Regions from separate parts of the Mus musculus genome. Here regions 1, 3, 4 and 5 are each linked to region 2. The links are chromatin contacts, called in public Hi-C, HiCAR-type and promoter capture Hi-C maps. All regions are on one chromosome and are shown on one strand. The core of a region is the stretch at or near the end of the contact, and the rest is flanking DNA. Distances in the headings are between cores, read along the strand shown. Region 1 holds the start of Tex2 (testis expressed gene 2). Region 2 holds the start of Nsf (N-ethylmaleimide sensitive fusion protein). Region 3 holds the start of Dcaf7 (DDB1 and CUL4 associated factor 7). Region 4 holds the start of Cep95 (centrosomal protein 95). Region 5 holds the start of Ddx42 (DEAD box helicase 42).

Evidence for each region. Promoter capture Hi-C pulls out the DNA fragments that hold promoters and counts their contacts. Hi-C and Micro-C count contacts between places; a contact is called where the count stands out from the background. HiCAR-type assays count read pairs that join an accessible place to other places.
Region 1: a promoter capture Hi-C map of cranial neural crest shows a contact between it and region 2. The contact joins the promoter of Tex2 here to the promoter of Nsf in region 2. A contact is called at or near these places in 1 of 39 promoter capture datasets (cranial neural crest) and 1 of 115 datasets of contacts at active chromatin or transcription factors (embryonic stem cells).
Region 3: a contact with region 2 is called in a Hi-C map of B cells, with 5 read pairs. The contact joins the promoter of Dcaf7 here to the promoter of Nsf in region 2. A contact is called at or near these places in 1 of 39 promoter capture datasets (liver), 1 of 484 Hi-C or Micro-C datasets (B cells) and 1 of 115 datasets of contacts at active chromatin or transcription factors (astrocytes).
Region 4: a promoter capture Hi-C map of hippocampal neurons shows a contact between it and region 2, with 2.8 times the contacts expected there. The contact joins the promoter of Cep95 here to the promoter of Nsf in region 2.
Region 5: a HiCAR-type map of astrocytes shows a contact between it and region 2, with 4 times the contacts expected there. The contact joins the promoter of Ddx42 here to the promoter of Nsf in region 2.

The regions. Positions count from the first base shown.
Region 1 is chr11:106,611,510-106,614,209 of GRCm38.p6, forward strand. Tex2 (testis expressed gene 2) reads right to left here and starts at 1,421. Exons shown (of 12, transcript NM_198292.3): 1 at 1,349-1,421.
Region 2 is chr11:103,952,631-103,955,330 of GRCm38.p6, forward strand. It overlaps Nsf (N-ethylmaleimide sensitive fusion protein), which reads right to left and starts at 1,426. Exons shown (of 21, transcript NM_008740.4): 1 at 1,340-1,426. The coding sequence starts at 1,351.
Region 3 is chr11:106,035,520-106,038,219 of GRCm38.p6, forward strand. It overlaps Dcaf7 (DDB1 and CUL4 associated factor 7), which reads left to right and starts at 1,353. Exons shown (of 7, transcript NM_027946.3): 1 at 1,353-1,742. The coding sequence starts at 1,605. Kcnh6 (potassium voltage-gated channel, subfamily H (eag-related), member 6) reads left to right here. Exons shown (of 13, transcript NM_001037712.2): 13 at 1-75.
Region 4 is chr11:106,787,836-106,790,535 of GRCm38.p6, forward strand. It overlaps Cep95 (centrosomal protein 95), which reads left to right and starts at 1,417. Exons shown (of 20, transcript NM_177088.3): 1 at 1,417-1,542. The coding sequence starts at 1,524. It overlaps Ddx5 (DEAD box helicase 5), which reads right to left and starts at 659. Exons shown (of 13, transcript NM_007840.3): 1 at 438-659. The coding sequence starts at 481.
Region 5 is chr11:106,215,479-106,218,178 of GRCm38.p6, forward strand. It overlaps Ddx42 (DEAD box helicase 42), which reads left to right and starts at 1,448. Exons shown (of 18, transcript NM_028074.4): 1 at 1,448-1,678. Ccdc47 (coiled-coil domain containing 47) reads right to left here and starts at 889. Exons shown (of 13, transcript NM_026009.2): 1 at 671-889.

The DNA of each region.
Region 1 (2,700 bases), core at 171-2,670, 2.7 Mb after region 2:
TCCTTTCCTGAAGACACACGTACAAGGATGTGCAGTCCCCCAGAGCCCTCCTCTATCCCTCTCCAAGCCTTCATGTCCCCTCCCTGGGAGCCCAAGGAGCAAAGATCAGCCACACTCTGGCTTCATTCTCGTAGCCTGAAGACATTTATCTGTTTGGAAGACTCTGAAAAGATACTGAAACCATTTAAGGGTTGGGAAAAGCTAACAGAAACGTTTCTCACCGGCCAATAAATCCAGACCCTTCAAACTCCCTTCCCCAAGCGCCAGAGATCACTTGTCCCTCAGTTTCCCTTGTTATTTTCCACATACAATTCACTTTCTCTTTGGATTTAATCTAGCTCCTGAAAAGACAATTCCTCTCAATTGAGCAATGGTGTCAAGACATTTGGACCTCACACCGGAACAGGACACAACCTGTGTCTTCAGGTTGTCACACTTTTCCTTTAACTCTAAAAAAATATGTCCTCCTCATCTATGAAATCTAATGACAAAGTAAGTACTCCTTAGCTCTAAGGGGAAAAAAAAGAGCGAGGGTGTTTAACAGACTTTGCCCTTAAATTTGATGCCGTGTAACCATAACAACTGATGGTTTAGGTAACCATCAACCCACTGAGGGGCTAAGTTTTCCAAAAATCGTTTTTCAGTGGGGGAAAAACTCCCTTGCACCAACTCCCGCGCGTAGAGTCGGCACTCCGGAGTGGCATGTGGTGCAATGGAGCCGGCAGCTCCTGTCCCTGCATCGGTCCCCCGGTCTCCACCACCGTCATCTCCATGCTCCCAGCGGGGCAGCTAGCGTTAGGCCTCAGCCCAATGTCACTTGTTAACCTTCCGATCTCCCCGGTTTTTGGTACGCCGCCACCTCCCTTTGAAAGCACACAAGCCACCCCTCGGTCCCCGGTGTCCGCCAGGAGTTGGGAGAAAAACAAGCGAGGCGCCGACAGCCACTGACAGATTCGCGCAAAAGTAACCGCGCTCCTCCATTCCCAAGCTTCTCCCACGGTGGCCCAGGGGGCGGAGGACGGCAAGGGCCCCACGCACAGAGGTGACAAGTGTTTTCCTTCAACGAGCGTGTGAATGCTGCTTTCCCGGACCCACACCGAGCCGCGGACGCTAGGCTGGGACCTGACGGCTTGCACCTCCCGCCCCGGGGCGACTCCGCCCTGCCCGGCCCCCAAGCAGGGAAGGTCTCTCCCGGGGCCACCCATGCCGGCGTCCCGAGCCCTGGTAGTGTGGAAGGGACCGAGCCCCGCTGCGCCAACGGCTGCGGGAGCTGCCGGTGTCCCGTAGCCGGGCCACCCAGTCAGGGCCTGCTCCGCCCGTCGCCCCACCTGGCCCGGAGCGCGCTCACCCCGGATCCGCTGGCTGCCTCATCCTACTACACCGGCGCCCGTACTTGGCGGCCGCCGCGGCTCCTGCTCCAGCTCCAGCTCCGGCTCTGGCTGGGGCCGCCGTGCTGCTGCCCGCCCGCCCCCGGGCACCGGCCGTCCCGCCCCGCCGGCGGACCCGCCCCGCGGCCGCGGCCCCCACCGCCCAACCACAGGGCGGAGGGGGCGGGGCCAGCCGCGCACCAGACATGACCAATCCAGCCAGTGCCGCGCGCCCGCGACGGGCCTGGAGGATCGGCCAGCGATCGGTCAGGGCTGTTAAAGGGGCTGCGGCGCTGCGGACTGGAAAGAAGGGGAGGCCGCGAAAAACTGCGGGTTACCTGGCAGAATCCCAGTGGGAGGAGCGAGCGTTGCACTCTCCCAATTGAAACTGAGGCGCTTTCCCCAGCTCTTTGCATTTCTTAATTTCCTCTTCCTGCAATTTAGCAACAAGTGCCTCCAAGCCGTGAGGGAAACTGTCTGGCTAGGCAGATTCTTAGGAACAGAGGTCTTAGGAGGACGTCGGACTTTATCAATCCCTGCTAGTTCCAGAAACTGGATGTCTGAGCTCCTCCTCCACACCTGACCGTAACAACCAATCGCAAACTGATTAGTAGAATTAGCGCCTAGAATTCGTGTGACGTAAATATATCATATATTATGATCTTGGGTTTTTTTTTAATACAGGGTCTCCTGTAGACTAGGCTGTTTTCAGAATTGATATGTAGCTGAAGATAGCCTTGAACTCTTAGCCTCCTGCCTCTGCCTCTACCGCTATGACTATAGGCATACACCACTACACCTGGATAACATAAGTTTACCTTAGAGGGATCGTGTCTAGGGCCCAGATAAAGGAAGGTGACTTTTAAAAATGAGTTCTCGCTTAAAATGTGCTTGGAATGGTGGAGGCTATTTTTACACCCATCAGTTCCTTACAGGGTAAAGGGAGGGGTGGAGGGGGCAGAGGGTAGGCAGGTCCCGCAGGTCCCTCATAGCACAGGGGCAGGTTGTGAGAGTGTCTTTGCTTATCAACTTTGCCTTCTAAATGAGTGGGTCCCAAACTTCAGCATCAGCCCATCCCAGAGGACTCTAGCATGTCTCAACTTTGCAATGACTGGGTCTGGGCCGTTTATTTTTCAACATTCTTTCCCCAGGAGATTCCAGTAGGGGGCGCTCTGGGGGGGCATGCTTTTTTTTTTTTTTTTTGGTTTTTCAAGACAGGGTTTCTCTGTGTAGCCCTGGCTGTCCTGGAACGCACTCTGTAGACCAGGCTGGCCTCAAACTCAGAAATCCGCCTGCCTCTGCCTCCCAAGTGCTGGGATTAAAGGCGTGCGCC
Region 2 (2,700 bases), core at 176-2,675:
GTCTTCCATTAAGGAGGAGACGGGCAACACTGTCAGACGCTCTGAGACATCACGTGTAACAAGGATTGGGAAATGGGCATGAATTTTAGGGATGCATTTCAGTCCGACTGTGGTGGGCCCAGGAGGTAGCAGGTGGTAGGCAAATGAGAGTCAACACACACAGAAAATCACCAGACTTTGCCACTGGGGGAAAAAAAATGGTTAGAGGAAAAGTCTGTGGGGGCAGAGGGAGGGTTTAAGAGACCAGTGCATTCCAGAAGGGCTGATGATTCAGGAGAGGGGCTCCTGAGGAGGCAAAAACAGACCCTGAAATAGTTAAAAGGGTCAGCTTGAGATAAAAGGGGGATTATGAAAAAAGGAAGAGAAAAAGATGGAGCTAGTCTGATGACCTCTACCGTCTCTTTGGGACTTTAGAATCTCATGACCTACAATTCTCTTTAGACAGGACATTTACATATATGCATACATGTATGCAAACTTATTCAAATATTCAGGTGTAAGTGAATCAGTCAAGCACAACGTTAGTCTGTAATGACGCAGTTAATGTCCCCAGGTTTCGAACAGGGCAATCTCTGGGCAGGATCCATCCATCAGCGATATTAGCTCTGATGCCTACTGCAATAACAGCAGTGACCTGGCCCCATCTCTCCTCGCCAACCCCAATCCTACCCCGCCGTCCTACGAGCTTAATGGGGAAGTAAAATGTAAATCCCTGAGACTACAACACAGCCTGCTGCATTCGAATCGACTGTCATTTAGAAAAACAAAACGTGACACCCCAAGTCCATCTGCACGAAAGACATTGCTGCTTCACAGCTGATATGTTTCTCCCCAGGAGATGGTCTAAGGTTAGCCGTAAAAGTAATTTGCAGACCTCCCCTCCTCTTTTCATAACATTCATTTAGGAAGAACTAGAAATGGGTTCCCACACCCTCGCCCTGACTGCAGCAGACTACACCCCGCGGTTATCCGGCAGTGCCACCTCAGAAACCCTCGGAGGAGTGTGGAGGGCACACAGCGCTCGTCAGAGGGGGGCTCCAGTGGCCACTACCCTCAAGATGCTTGAAGGACGAGAGAAACGAGCCCCAGGGGATGACAAGGGAAGCACTGGAGACCCGGGGGACGAAGAGACAACCCTCGGGGAGGACAGAGTTTCTGAGCAGAGCTAATCCCCTGCCGCAGCTACACTGTCTCGCCTCCAGCGTTGCTCTGACCTCCCTTCCTTCAGCGTTCCTGGGTGCTCAGCCTCGCGCCCCTTCCCCGGAGCCCTCGTGGACCTCGCAGCAGTCGCGACCTCGGGCGATCCGCTGCGAGCCCGGGCTGCCCGGCCGCCACTCACCCGGCCCGCCATCTTCGCGGACACGTCCGGCTCCCAGGTTGCAGCTCCGCACTCTGCTGAGCCCGCCTCCGCCGCGCGCGTGCTCGCCGGCAGCCGGCCCTCGCGCAGGCGCGCAGCCGCCGGGAGGCCGCGCCCGCGCCCGGCCGCGTCCCCGACGCCCTTCCCCATCCCGTGCGAGCGCGCAGTCCGAGCACCGCCATTTTGGCTGAAGACAAGCTGGCCGCCTCACTGCTACCCGGTTTTCACAAAGCTGGCCACGTGGCCTTTTAATGGACTTTTAGCTTTCTGCTTCCAGACCTCTTAAAACAGAATGCGCCGAGAAAACCCCGCGTGGTTGCTGGCCTTTCCCCCAAAGGGGACTGTGGAGGGGGCGCGCAATAGCTAAAAGCTGGTTCTGAATTCGGATTCTATTCGAATCCGAGCTTTTCTTTGCAGGCACACTTGTTTTGAGAGTGAATCATAATTATATATGCGCTAGCTTTATAGTTCGATATTTTCATTTATAAGCACAACTTCTATCTTTTTTAAGGTGTTTGTTTGTTCGTTTGTTTTAACGTGCATTGGTATTCCGCCATCCACCTCTGCATGTTCAAAACTCTATTTTGAGTCCTCAGGAAAAAAAAAAAAACAATGCCACAGAAAAACTAAAATGATTTGGATAAGACAAAATACCAGAAGATAGTTCTATAAGCAGCACAGCAGTAAAAGTCTCACACAGGAAACAAGACAGGTGTACCCTGTCCTGCCAAGGCTGAAAGTGAGACTTTTAGCATGTAGCAGGACTTCAGGGTTAAGGAGGAATGTTTGACATAGCCTCCTCATATCCGTTCCCTTATGTCCTCTTCAGCACTTTTCTCTAAAGTACTCTTGGGTCCCCTTACAAATATATAATGTCATTTAAAATGTATGCAACATGTAAAAATAAGACATGATATCTATGAGAATACATGAGATATTCAATAAGATTACTCCCTAAAAGGAAAAGTAAAGTTGGAGGAACCCTCTTAGAGGAAAGTCTCTGGGATGGAATGGGTACCTCTTCCTGGGAGCAAACCTGAAGACCTTGAAATACTCTAAAAGGGAGATACTAGGGGTAGGGGGTGCAGCCTAATCAGTCCTGAGAAGCACTCAGCAGGCCCAGGGAACAGCAAACAAAAGGGTGTACACACCGACAGGGATAAAAGGGAGCTACAGGGGTATTTCCTATGCTAGGGTGGTCAAGATAGGGACCAGTTTTTAGTAACTGGTAAGTCAGTAAGTCAGAACCATTCACACTATCAATATCTTCACTGTAATGAGTGTCTCTAAGAAAGGACTCAGAACTAAGCAAAAATTATATTTGCTCAAGAGTTACCTCTCTT
Region 3 (2,700 bases), core at 103-2,602, 2.1 Mb after region 2:
AAATGATGTAACCAATAGAAAACTATGGACCAAATTTCCTGATATGCACAGAAATAAAACGTTTCAATAAAATACACACCTAGGTATCCAGTTAATTTTCTTTTAACTTTTATTATTTTGAAACAGATTCTCAACTAGCCCAGGCTGCCTCTAATTGGCTCTGTAGCCCAGGATAAGAGTGACTTTCTGGTTCTCCTGACTCTACCTCCCAAGAGCTGGATTAGAGGTGTGTAACACCATGCCTAGGCTCTATGTAAAAATAAAAGTGCCCAGTAGACTTGTTCATACAGGTGGCCATTACTAAAAGATGGTTGATAAGTGTATACTATTGTCCCTCAAGGCTTCCAAGTGTTTGTATCCATTAAAAATTGTATTTTACAGACTGGAGAGGTAGGATAGCCCTATGGGCACTGGATGCTCTTGCAGCAGACCTGGGTTGGATTCCCATCTGTAACTAACTCCAGTTCCAGGGGATTGAATGCCTCTTCTGACCTCCGTGGGCAACTGTTCACATGTAGTACACTTACTTATACTCGGGCACATACAAATACACGTAAAATTAACGTGTTTTAAAGTACTGCCTAACAATTCAATACAACCCCTTTCAATATCGTTGAAAGAATTTACATTTATATTGGTGTACCTAGATCCAGGTTTTTCTGCATTTCAAACTCATGGCATATAAGCATTTAAAGTTGGATTACCATTTGGCTTCTGAACATCCCAGAGGAAGAAGGTAAGTGACTAATAGCCAGGTCATTTGCAAATCGATCCCAGAATTCAGGAGTCTCTTTAGTGTCTGTAGGAAAGCGCAGGAAAGCCTTAATCAATCTAGCCTGTCCCTGGACGTTTCTATCATGCCTGAAAGAGAACAGTTAAAAGGTGGGCATTGGAGCTGGAGAGAGTTCCCGTTTGGCAAAGACTGAGGGACCGCCGGACATAGGGAGATGTAATAAACGCAGGTGGTCCTCCATGAAGGTAGGTTTGACAGTTACTGTCAGTGGAGAGAGGTGATCAGAACAGCAGCAGCAGAGGAGAAATAGCAGGCTTTACTCTTGGCCTAGAATTTGGATCAGTAGAGGGGCACACTTGCCCCCATGCCACCCACGCCCCCATTCACCCGCACTGCGCCGTTATCCCCTTGACTGACATCTTGGGTAGCCAATGATCTTTGGGACTTCAAAAGAGCCCGCCTCCAGGAGCTGGGCGGGGCTAATGAGCAGAATGACAAACATTTTCACCAATAGTAAGGAGGGCGCGGGCGCTACAACTGTGTCGACCAATGAAAAGAAGGAACAGTTTGGAAAGGACGTACCCGGCAGCCAACGCTCGTCGCCGCTGCGGGGTCGCGTGGCTTCCGTTCCGAGAGGGCGGGCCGGCATCCCAAACGGAAGGTGGTAGCGCTGCCCGAGCTGGTTTGAAACTGGTGGTCGGGCCCGGCCGAGTGTGAGTGTGTGTAGCCGAGGACCCGCTGGAGGGCTAGGCCGTTCTTGACCGCCCCGGCCCCGCCTCCCCTCGGACCCGCGGACCCAAGCCCGGGTCCCCGCCTGTCTTGTGCCCCAGCCCGCTGCCTCTCTGGCCGGCTCTGCGGCCCAGCCGCCACCATGTCCCTGCACGGCAAACGGAAGGAGATCTACAAATATGAAGCGCCCTGGACTGTGTACGCCATGAACTGGAGCGTGCGGCCGGACAAGCGCTTTCGCCTGGCGCTGGGCAGCTTCGTGGAAGAGTACAACAACAAGGTGAGTTGTGCCGGGGCTCAGCGTGTAGCCGGCGGGGAACGCTCGAGGTGGGCGGCAGCCCCGGTCCCCACAACTCTCCTGCAAACTCGCCTTGACCACAACAAGGGGGTGGGTCCTCTGTGGTCCTGTCGCTGAGGTTGTCACACTCGTTGCCTCTTATTTAGTTTTGACAGCCGGGGGAAACCGAGGCACGGTGTTGTGACATGCCTGAGGCAGATAAGATTTTCGATGGTAGTAGCAGGTTTCAGATCGGAGTCACACCCCCAAAGCTATGTCCTCCGTCCCTCTCATTTCCCCCACTCCTGTCGCAGTGCTTCTGTTGCTAGGTGGGGGGCGGGAGAGAGGCAGTGGAGGAAGATGCGGCGCTTGGATTGGTGGTCGTGCATTCCTGGCCACGCGAGATTTCTGTTAGGGCTATTTATTGCAAGATCTTCCCCATCTCAGGTGTTTCTCATGGATACAGAGCCCTAATGCTAGGTTGTCATTGGTCATTGGTTTTGCTCCTTGATGTTCACCCTCCCCCAAACAGCCTATCCTTGGAAACCTTAGTCTGTGGCATTATCCCGCCATTATTTCTGAATAGAGAAAGATGACGTTTGACCTGTTCTTTTCGTGGTTCTTTACACATTCATTTGCAGCATTGCTGGACATCATCACTTCATCAAAACACTGGCAGAAGGAGAGAATTTTTATATGCAGGGTATAGGTTTGAAAGTATTGAGAAGAATTTTCTTTCCCTAATCTCTTACCTTCATTCTTTTGTTGTAATTTGAGTTAAAAAAAAAAAAATGAATGACAGTAATCAGAGATACTGAAAGCTTTGGCCAGTGGTATTTATAGCCAGTACTCTGCCTTACTCTTATGAACATCAGACTGGAGACAAATGACAAGATGGTGGGAGCAGTGGAAGAAGTAGGTGGTCTAGGATTTAGCTATAAGGCATTGAACAAACCAGATT
Region 4 (2,700 bases), core at 167-2,666, 2.8 Mb after region 2:
GGCCACCCAACGGGGCACAGGGGACCTCGAAAGCGCCCCTTCTTTCCCCCGGGGATACCGGAAGGGGGGGCCCCCCTCAAAAAACAACCCAACGAAAGATTGCGCAAACGACGCCGGGAACCGCCTCAAAGGCGCGGCGCTTCCCGACCGAAAACACTCCTCCGGGTTTCCCTCAACAGCCGCGAGGTCGCCGGGCCGCCCCGGGTCCCGGCCCACCCTCCCGGACCAAAAAAAAAAAAAAAAAAAAAAAAAAAAAGGTTGAACGCCATTACCCGAAGCGTAGCCTTTAACGGCTTTTAACCGGACGTGTGACAAAAGCCAGGCCTCCTTTCAGGAAGGGAAAAAAAAAAATCTAAAGGTCGGTTGGGAAGGCGAGCCTTCGGCCGCGCCGCTCTCCCATCCCCCACCCGGCCTGACAGGTCTCTTGTCACACTCACCCTCGATCCCGGCCGCGGTCTCGGTCACTAGAATAACTCGACATGGCGTCAATGGTGGCGGTGTGCGGGCGGAACCCAGTGAAAGTAGAATCCTGCGGCGACGAGTCGCGGAGAGAAGGCCTCGGCGACGGCGAAGCCTCTGCGGGGGCGTCACCAGCGGAGGGGCCGGTGGTGTCGAGGGCCGGAGCTGCGAGGGCAAGGACCGATGGAAATGAATGAGGTGCCGGCTGCGTCCCGGCAGCCGCTTTTATAGTCTGGACCGCCTCCTCGCCGCAAAGCACGCTGGGAGCCGCTCTATGACCTAATCACCCCGCCCCCCTGGCTCGGAGGCCCTCAACGCCCGCCCGCCCGGGTTCCGGAATCCGCCATGTTCTCGCCCCTCCCCCTCCGCGGGCGGGCGCTCCCTCCCCGGCGCCCGTTTATTACTCGCTTCACGACTGGGTGACACCACTAGAATGCCTCGCCCCGACGCCCTTTTGGCGACACCGCCGTCTCTCGTCTCGCTACACCTCAGACAAGCTGCTTCCCCGTGGCCAGACGGTCCTTAAAATGGCCAGCGCCAGCCATTCCACCGACTCTACTTGAAGATGTTTACGTCTCCACAGACTCCCCCCACGCCCATAACCGAAGGAGACCAGGGAGGCGGAGCTTGGCCTCATCACGTGATCGGACCCAGGGCAAGGCGGATCGCACTACTTCCTCGCTTGGTCTCTCGGCGGAGGAACACCAAACCACCAACTCACCGGAAGCGCGGCTCCAACGCCCCCGGGGAGATCGGCCGGGCTGCTGGGTGACCTGGCTGCCCTGCCCGCCGATCTGAGAACCCGTAAGCGGGATCTTGACCGCGGGGAATGGTATCTGGAGCCCGCAAACTGCCGCCTCAGCGCGTGCTGCGAGGAAGTGCTCCTCTGCTGTCCAATCAGCGTCGAGAAGCCGTTTTAACGTCCCTCCCTCTTCCACCCCTCCTTCCCCGCTCGCTAGTGTCTGCCCCCTCCTCCTCCCGTCGGCTCGACCGAGTTCGACCCTTCTGGGACACCGTCGCCCGCGCTCTCGTCTTGGAGTCCGGCCGCGACCTCTCCTGGCAGTATGGCCAGCTCAGAGGCTGGTGAGTCTCGGCCTGGAGCCCTGGTGGTTTTGTACTGCAGCATTCCGCGGACCTTGGGCTGAATCTGAACCGCGTCTGCGCCGCTGCGGAGGCTCGGGACTGTCGGACACTAGTTGCAGTCGCGCGCGCGGTGGGGGGGGGGGTTCTATGAATTTAGGGTCTCAGCCTCGAAACCTCTTGCGGTTTCCAGACGTGGAACTGAGACTTGGGATGAGATAGGAACTCTTTGTCGAGCCTGGGACACCCGCATCCTGTCTATATAGAGCAGTCAAGATCCTTTCTTGGATCCGAATTTTTGTGGGGTATCTATCCACAGACTGTCTCTCTTTCCCCTTGCTTTGTTTGGACTAAGGCAGAACTTATCTTTATATTGATTTTTTTTTCCTTTTTGAGGCATAGCACTCATAAGTTCTTTTGATGCCCTCTAGAGTAACTGGCATTTTCTAGTACTGCCTTTGAAAAGCCAATTGATTCGGTTGTCTAGGACGCTTTCCTCTCTTTCCAAAATGGTTGTCATGGCTTGGTCAGCTGTGCGACATAGGCATCGGGAAGAGGGCATACTGGGCATGACATATTCAGACTATTGTCTCCAGAGCGTGTGTCAGTACTGGAAATGTGGCCAGTTCCAGTCATTTCAAGATTCAGGGGTTTCAAGTTTTGGAATTATTGCTGAAATCCTTAACCTTAGTCCTGCACTATCTAGGGAAGGGCAAGAGCTGGTTTTGGAAAACAATTAATGTGCTAATTTAGAACTTAGCGATTTGGGTTTTTTTTTTCTTCATTTTTTACCTTCGTATACATCAAATATAATAAAAGGAAAACTAACAAATGCATTAGTGTCGGTGTTGTCATTATTCAAGTTCCTAACAGCCTAAATTAATCCCTTATTTGGGCACCCGAGAGATCTTAACTTACACAAGATAATTGGGTAAAAACATGTCTAAAACTATTGGGAATTCTGAGCCACCTCCGTTAGTTTCTAGCAACTTTTAGATTATCATTTACAGCTGACTTATGACATTCCTGGTTACCTATAAATTTATTGTAACTAAAAACACCCATGTGAGTATAAAAATACTGGCAAATAGGATTTTAGGTTACAAGAATAAGAGTTGGGTTGGAACAGCTGTTTTGACTTCAAAGAAGCTAGCTAGCACA
Region 5 (2,700 bases), core at 198-2,697, 2.3 Mb after region 2:
GCTCTCTGCCAGGCCATCCAGCCTCTAGGACTTCTGAAGCAGAAAACACTAGACTCCAAGCCAGGCACAACATTAACACACCCATCTTGATTATCTTCCGCAAGCTCTCTCAGTAAAAAGGAGTATATGTAGCAATCATTGCTTGTCCTCCCAGGCCTCTGTGGCATCAGTCAAAATGATGAAATTTCTAGAAATGATGTAGACATTACTGTCACCTTACAAAGTAAAGTGTTGGTTACAAATAACTTGCATGTTAGAAACCTTCGGGTAAGGTCGACTCTAGAAGCGGTTGCTTCCGTGAAACTTCTAGTGTCTAGTCCTAGGTCCACCACGGAGAAGCCTAGTTCGATGCTCTTTTATTCTTCTGGCTACACACCAGATATTTTCTCAGATTTTGTCCTGTTGGTTGGGATCTACTCGAAACCTTCCCCCAAATCTTCCTAAAGCCCAACATAAAATGGAGCAGAAAAGGATGGACAGAGGTTTAGTCTTTTTTTTTTTCTTTTAATTCTGGAAAGATAAGTTGAGGGTATTGATGCATGTCACCACCGGCCGGACTTAAAGGGTTGGTTAGGAGGGAAACAGTACCTGGCTCTGCGGCCATGCAACTTAGTCACCGCTCGGCCTGGCACGGTCACACCGACTGGAATGTCATGGCCCCGCTACCTACCTGCACCCGAGGCTGCAACCGGGCCCGGGGCTCCTGAGGCCACTACCTCCAACCAGCCTGCCTTTGTCTGGTTTCTGTCTTCAGGTCGCAAAGATAATCTGCGGGCCGCGATGTCACTGAACAGCCCAGAACAGGTAGCTCAGTCACGGCACCCTACTCTTCACGTAGCTTCAGCCGTCCGTTACGTAGAATGCGTACAGCTAGTTTGCGCCTGCGCGCGGGGTGGGGGCGGGGCGCGGCCTTCAGGACATCCGCGCAAGGCGAGCTAGGGCTGCTGGGAAAATTACGTAACCCCCAGCGTCCCCTGGGCTACAAGTGCTCTAACTAGCGGAGGCTGCGTTTCTCCCGTAGGGTTCCGTCCGTCGGGTAGACGTCACTTTGATCGGATGCTCCGGAAGCTAAAGGTGGCCATAGTCTATGGGGCCATGTGGACAGAGGCATGAAGGGAAATGTTGCCCGAGTCGTGGGTTTTTTGTGTTGCTTTGGTTTTTGGCAAGGGACAAGAGCTAAGGGAAGGTGGACATTCTTATGTAAATGAAGTTTCCAATCAACACCTTATTACCTTGAGTTTTTCGGGCGGTTCCCCATCGCCGCGGCTCTCTTCATTGCAGACTCCCTCACTACACGACCCAGACACAATCCTCACCCAGGACCAGATTCCCGTCCGGGGTGTGTGACGTAGTTATGTTGCGTTCCGGAATCGGAAGAGCGGCATTAATTGGCGCCTTTCGGCAGCCGTAGCCCCAGCCCCACCCTTCGGCTCGCGCTCTACTTAGCGCGCATGTCAGACGCTCCCCCCACCCTACCCCCAGTCAGCAACGGGCCGTGAGGCGGCGGCGAAGGGGGCGGAGGAAGAGCGCGGCTGGACGCGGTCCCGCACCGCGCGTACGCAGGGCCGCGGGGGTTCTTTCGCGCCGACTGGAGTAGCAACTGCGTCTGCAGCCGCGGCAGCGGGTTTGGGTGAAGGGCTCGCCAGACGCAGTGCCGCTAGCCCGGGGGACACGAGAGGTAACTGGGGCCTGGCGAGGGCGGAGGAACCTCGGCCTCGTTTAACAAAGAATCGGCAGAGCCTGGGGACCCGGGTGGCTGCGGGGGTCCGGGCAGGGATGGGTACGCGATCTGGAGCCCCGAGGTGGCCCTCTGGAGCTACGTTGCCTTCCCACGGCTCTGCTCCTTGCACGTCTTAACGAGGCCCACTTGGCGGCTTTCCGGAGGCGGTGCTTGATGGGCTCCAGGAAGGGATTTTTCAGGGTGCTGGGCTCCGAAGCTGTGAGAGCCAGTGGAGGAGTATTGATCCTTGTAGGTAGCTGTTGGGGATTGCGGACCCACAAATGGAGGCGGGGAGGGTCTCGGTAGCGGAGGTTGACAGATTAGAAGGCTGTGATAGTCATTGATCTTTGTGAAACCTTGAGTAGATCATGATTAACATCATCACCATAGTTACAAACTTTTTGCGGCCTACTTGAGCCTACCTGATTTGAATAATATATATGGGTTGAAAACCTGTATCAGAATCGTAAGGAAAAAATTATACTAGTCAAGTTTGGAAGCATATATAAACTTTTCTGTCATCTTAGCTTTTTCCCTTTTCACCCCTACCCCTTTAGGCTGTGGTTTTGTGGCTTTCCTACTGTGTTGTTGTTGTTGTTACTATTTGCAAGTGTTATTTCTGTATTGTCTCCTACACATACCTGAACAGCTATTAAGCTGAACAATTATTAAGTAGAGTAGATATTATGTCTTTTTCTTTTTCTTTTTTTTCTTCCTTCGAGACAGGGTTTCTCTGTAGCCCTGGCTGTCCTGGAATTCACTCTATAGACCAGGCTGGCCTCGAACTCAGAGATCCACCTGCCTCTGCCTCCCAAGTGCTGGGATTAAAGGCGTGCATCACCACCCGTCGTGGGTGGTAGGTTATGTCTTAATTCGTTTAAACTTTGTAGAGTCCAATCCTGTTCTGACAGGTGGGAAGTGAACAGTAAGTCTGATATAAAAATTTATTCTTCCAGGGCGAAAATGTTATTTTACTTTAC